Linked DNA regions of Sus scrofa: region 2 is linked to region 1. Evidence: chromatin contacts called from public Hi-C data. All regions are on one chromosome and are shown on one strand. Each heading gives the region's core, a stretch centred on a gene start, on an enhancer-like site or on the middle of the called end of the contact. The rest is flanking DNA. Distances are from core to core; before and after follow the strand shown.

Region 1 (2,700 bases), core at 77-2,576:
CAATGTTTTAGATGTGAAAATTTAAAAATTAGGAAAAAACCATGAAGAAAAGATCTTTATCATCTCATGGTGGAAAAGGCATGACATAAAATCCAGAGTTTACTTAAAATCTCCCCCACCCATGTTTAAGAGACCACCTGCCCTGGCCCAGGCCCGGGAGGCGACCAAGAGGGATGTGTAGTTGGATCAGAGCACTAACGCAAGGGACAGTCAAGCTGGGGACGACACAAGCCTCAGGGGTGCTCATCACAGCTGCATATCGGTTTGAGAAACTGGAAACAACCGAAGTGCCCAGCTCCAGGTGACTGTCAAGAAGACAACTTTGGGATGAGTCCAAACAGGAATTCTTTGCAGCCACTAAAAATAATGATTTAGAAAAGCATTCAGTGGGAGCTGTGGCTCAGTGGTTAATGAACCCAATGAGTATCCATGAGGACATGGGTTCGATCCCTGGCCTCGCTCAGAGAATTAAGGATCCGGTGTTGCTGTGGCTGTGGTGTAGGCCAGCAGTTGCAGCTCTGATTCAAACCCTAGCCTGGGAACTTCCATATGCCTCGGGTGCAGCTCTAAAAAGCCAAGAAAGAAAAAAAAAAAAAAAAAAAAGAAAGACAAAAAGCATTCAGTGAACTGGGACAACTTCGAGGCTGTGTTACTAAGTGAAAACCCACTAAAGAACAGTAATGTGGGGAGGCCCTTTGTGGACGGAAGGGAGATGAAGCCTGTGATTAGAAGAAAAAGACTGAAAGGAAACGCAGGGGCGTGGCTGTCCACAGGCGTTCCCTCTGTAGGTTGGGGTTACAGGGGGTTCACTGCCTGCCCTGTGCTTTTCTGGGTTTTCTCAAACGTCATTAACATATCTGATTACTTCTGCAGTTAGAAGGTCCTAAGGTTTGAAATCTGAAGGACTGAGAAGGTGGTGTGTGTCCCATAAGTAGGAAATGCGGGCCTGGGGCGGACTCGCAAGGGGAGGCGGCCAGTCCAGACCTGGACATGCGGGGGGGCCCAGCTGGAGGTGAGCAGGGATCCGGGATGAAGCCTGTGCCATGTTTAGCTCCATGGACATGACACAAGCCTTGAAGTAGTCGAGGGTGAGGCGGGGAGGGGACAGGTGAGTGGCCCAGCTATGACCCCTGCCACTGAGGTCCACAGGCAGCCCCAGACAAGGCAGGGGCCCCCAGGGGCTCCCTTGGCTGGAAGAGCCCAGCGATGACTGTGTCCCACGTTTTTCACCTCCTGCCTGAGCAAGCTCTGAGGACTCTGGCCTCCCAGCTGGAAAGGACAGCGACAAGTGGGCACTGCCAGTGAGTCCCCGGAACAGAAGGAGCCACACTGTGAGGCGAAAGATACCAACCTGGGAGGAGACACAGCTCTGCCCGGCCCCCTTGTTCGAGCTGGACCTTTCCACAAAGGGGAGAGAAAGGTCAAAGAAAAGCAGGAAGCAGTTTCGCTCCCCCATTTTCTTCAAAGAAATAACTGGATGTGGAAGAACTGGCTTCTGAGTCACAAGGAAACCTTTTCCCTAAGGACTGGGATCAGAAACAATGGGGGAAGGAATTATTAAAATCCATCAGCTCACAATAAGCTCAGGAAGAAGCTGAATAAACTTTAAACAATTTGTCTCATCCTGCTATAAAAAGAGGAAATTTCAGAAAGTTAAGAACCATCACTGTGTAGTTACAGGCCCTTTCACTCCACTGACATGGCCCTGCATCAGAGCTAAGAGAACGTTGGAGTTCCCATTGAGGCTCGGTGGTAATGAACCTGACTAGTATCCATGAGGACGTGGGTTCGATCCCTGGCCTCACTCAGTGAGTTAAGGATCCGGCATTGCTGTGAACTGTGGTGTAGGTCACAGATGTGGCTCAGATCCCACCTTACTGTAGGCTGGTGGCTGTAGCTCTAATTCAATCCCTAGCCTGGGAACTTCCACAGGCTGTGAGAGTGGCCTTAAAAAGACAGGAAAAAAAAAGAGGAACACCCTTGATTCTTCCCCGAGGCCTGTGCGCAAGACAAAGCCCACAGCCCCTCGCCTGTCACTCTGGGGCAGCTGCTGGGGAGCATTCGCAGCTTGGGCCAGACCCCTGCCGCCTGGGACCCACAGGCCTGCCGCCCAGAACCTGCCTTTCATTGCTCTGCCCTCTGCGGGCCGAGCACAGTGGCTTCACAGATGCTCTTTGCAAAATGAAGGGCCCTGACATGGGGTGTTTTCACAAGTCACCCTTCCCATTTTCTCTCACCTCTGTTTCACCAATGCCACAAACCCCAGCTAAAAGGTCCCATTTTCATCTCACGGAATAAGTCCTATTTAATTTAGAAAAGGAGGAAACACGCTCAACGGTCAGGAAGCAATAGCATTAACTTAGGGGCCAAAAACAACCCTGCAGATGGAGAACAATGCAGGAGGCGGCAAGGGGAGGGTCAGGGTGGCTTAGCCGGATGGTTCTGGTCACTAAGTCAGAAAGGAGAGTCGAATGCAAATTACACACAGAGGGTGGACTGTGCAGTGTTCCTAAAATGAGTAATAATGGTTTAAGAATTTATCGAGGATTTTCAGATATTAAAAATGAGTGTTCTTCCAGACAAGAGAGATTAGTCTCACATAATGCATTAGTTTCAGCTCAAATTGTCACAAAGTACCTAGTGATTTGCCTACAGACCTGGTTTAAGGCCACTGCCTGCAGGTGAGGGAGAACTCCCCAG
Region 2 (2,700 bases), core at 48-2,547, 170 kb before region 1:
CTGGAAACCTCCATATGGCTCGAGTGAGGCCCTGAAAAGCAAAATCATGATAACAAGGAAGCCCAGCGCCCAGCCTGCATGGCAGTCTGGTTGAGGCAGTTTAGGAAGCGCTGTCTCCAGCAGTCCTGTCTGCTGTCTGGATTTGGGACTGGCTGGTGTGGGGATACCCAGGACAGGTGGAAGCCACATTGCTGAAGGGAAATTTTAACTGCAGCCAAGCAGGAAAATAAAGGTCACAGCCAAGCAAAAAGCCCATATCTGTGTGAGATGCTGCGGCAGCAGGACATGCTCAGAGGGTGGGAGTGGCTGGGATGAGGGAGGGAAGCCAGTAGGGACCGCGAGCGTTGACTCCAATGGCTATTCCTCCCACTTTTCTTTTTCTTTTTCTTTCTTTCCTTTTTTTTTTTTTTTTTTTTTTTTTTTTTTTTTTTTTTTGGTCTTTTTGCCTTTTCTAGGGCTACTCCCGCGGCATATAGGGGTTCCAAGGCTAGGGATCTAATTGGAGCTGTTGCTGCCAGCCTACACCACAGCCACAGCAATGCAGGATCCGAGCTGCATCTGCGACCTGCACCACAGCTCACAGCAACGCTGGATCCTTAACCCACTGAGCAAGGCCAGGGATCCAACCTGCAACCTCATGGTTCCTAGTCGGACTCATTAACCACTCAGCCACGACAGGAACTCCCTTCTTCTTTTCTTACATGAAGTGTTTAATTGAACATACGGCCCCCAGAATAAACCAACACTTCCCAGCCTCCTTGCAGCTAAATGGGGCCATGTGACTAAGTTTTGGCCAATGAGATAAAAGAAACATATATGACTTCCAAAAAGTGTCCTTAAGGGAGGGTCCAGACCCTTCATCTAGGTGATCAGCATGTCCCTGTTTGCCTGAGGCTCTCCTGACTTTAGCAGAGAAAGCTCCTCATCTCGGGTGATCCTCTGTCCTGGGCCAGCCAGCAGAGTTGGTCACCTCACATTCCCCCTCCCTCCCTCCTTCCTTCCAGCTAGAATGCAGATGTGAGAGAAGCAGGCTTGGAACCACGCGGTGGAACCTGGGGCTGGGGGTGGCGCAAGGCTACGCTGCTGGAGTGGTGCTTACAGTGAGTTCAGGCCGCTCAGATGGTCCAGTGCCTGGATCATCTGAGCCTGCATCTCTGATTACTCCCTCTGGGCTTTGTTTACCTGCAAGAAAAAGAGACATCTAGGTTGTTTACGCTTCTGTTATTTAAGGTCTTCTGGCACACACAGCGGCACCTCCTGCAGCTAATCCTAAAGGTACAGAAATAGGACTAAAGCCCTGACAGATGCTGGTTTGTTAGGCTTCCTGAAGTGGGGGAGGGGGCCGGCCTGAAACTGCTCGCTGTTCTCCACAGAGCTGGAGGCAGGGGACGGCGGGGCGGGGGGATGTTCCTGGCAGGGAGGGGCTGACGTTAAGCTGAATTTTCTGCTCCCATCTCACCAAAGGCTTCAGTGCTTCCTGTTCTCATTTCCTATGACAAAATGGTTCCCCTTCCTAAAAGCAGTTTCAAAGTCACTGGTTCTCAAATGAATGGTGACAGCCTAACCCACTGTCCTGCTCTGATCCTCCCCCTTCTGGGAGGGGACTATTAACTACTTCTCTCTCTTTTTTTTTTTTTTTTTTTTTTTTTTGCTTTTTAGGGCTGTACTCGCGGCATATGAAAGTTCCCAGGTAGGGGTCACATCGGAGCTATAGCTGCTGGCCTGCACCACAGCCACAGCAACATGGGATCCGAGCCAAATCTGCGACCTACATTGTGGCTCAAGACAACGCCAGATCCTTAACCCACTGAGCAAGGCCAAGGATCAAACCCTCATCCTCATGGGTTCGAGTTGGGTTCTTTTCCACTGAGCCACAGTGGGAACTCCCTAGCTACTTCTTGTTCACTGACATAGGAGCTGCACAATATTCATTTAGACACAGACATAATAATGAACATAGAGAGCAAAAAGAAAAAGGAAATGAAACTCGAGGAAAAATTGCATAAGCCTAAATCCCCAGGAGAGACCTGGCCCCAGACAGTGTGGGTGTCTCCGGCAGCAGCCCTGTAGGGACTAGCCTCTGCCGGGGCCTCTCCTGGGGCCACTTTGGAGGGGAACCCCCCCCCAGGGGGTGTTGCATCATGCCCTAGGTGGCCTTGTTTCTAACAAAGCATCGCTGTTCCTGGAAGTACTGCCTGCAGGTGCACCTGTGACACCCAGGAACTGTCTGTGTTTGTGGATAAGGCTGAGGGTGCCTTGTCAGCTGGGGAGTGATGGCACAGGCAGGGTTATGTGCAGGCACAGGTTTAGTGAACCAGAGAGTAAGGATTCCCTCTGGCCCTACCAGGAGGTGGAGGGTTTGGAAGGTACTTAGCTGAGCCCCATAGTGGAGGAAGAACTGGGGAACAAGAGACCAAGGGCAAGTGGCCTAGAATAGGGGGTTTCTTTTTTTGTTTGTTTTAGGCCATGCCCACAACACATGGAGGTTCCCAGGCTAAGGGGCCAATTGGAGCTACAGCTGCTGGCCTATACCACAGCCACACAGGATCCAAGCCATGTCTGCAACCTACACCACAGTTCATGGCAACACCGGATCCTTAACCCACTGAGCAAGGCCAGGGATTGAACCCATGTCCTCATGGCTACTAGTTAGGTGTATCAACCATGGAGCCACAACAGGAAGTCCAAACAGGGGATTTC

The links. A called contact is a pair of places that touch in the nucleus more often than the background predicts.
Region 2: a Hi-C map of retroperitoneal adipose tissue shows a contact between it and region 1, with 1.6 times the contacts expected there. The contact joins two enhancer-like sites. A contact is called at or near these places in 10 of 47 Hi-C or Micro-C datasets (blood, embryonic fibroblasts, fetal heart ventricle and 5 more).

The regions. Positions count from the first base shown.
Region 1 is chr7:52,403,512-52,406,211 of Sscrofa11.1, reverse strand. No RefSeq gene overlaps it. Among named protein-coding and RNA genes, the nearest start is that of RPS17, 19 kb to the right of the region's middle. Within about 2 kb of position 1,326, at least 7 of the 83 cell types and tissues checked have an H3K27ac peak or open chromatin away from gene starts, as enhancers often do. A contact at or near this core is called in retroperitoneal adipose tissue, where this site is marked.
Region 2 is chr7:52,573,853-52,576,552 of Sscrofa11.1, reverse strand. No RefSeq gene overlaps it. Among named protein-coding and RNA genes, the nearest start is that of PDE8A, 17 kb to the right of the region's middle. Within about 2 kb of position 1,297, at least 15 of the 83 cell types and tissues checked have an H3K27ac peak or open chromatin away from gene starts, as enhancers often do. A contact at or near this core is called in retroperitoneal adipose tissue, where this site is marked.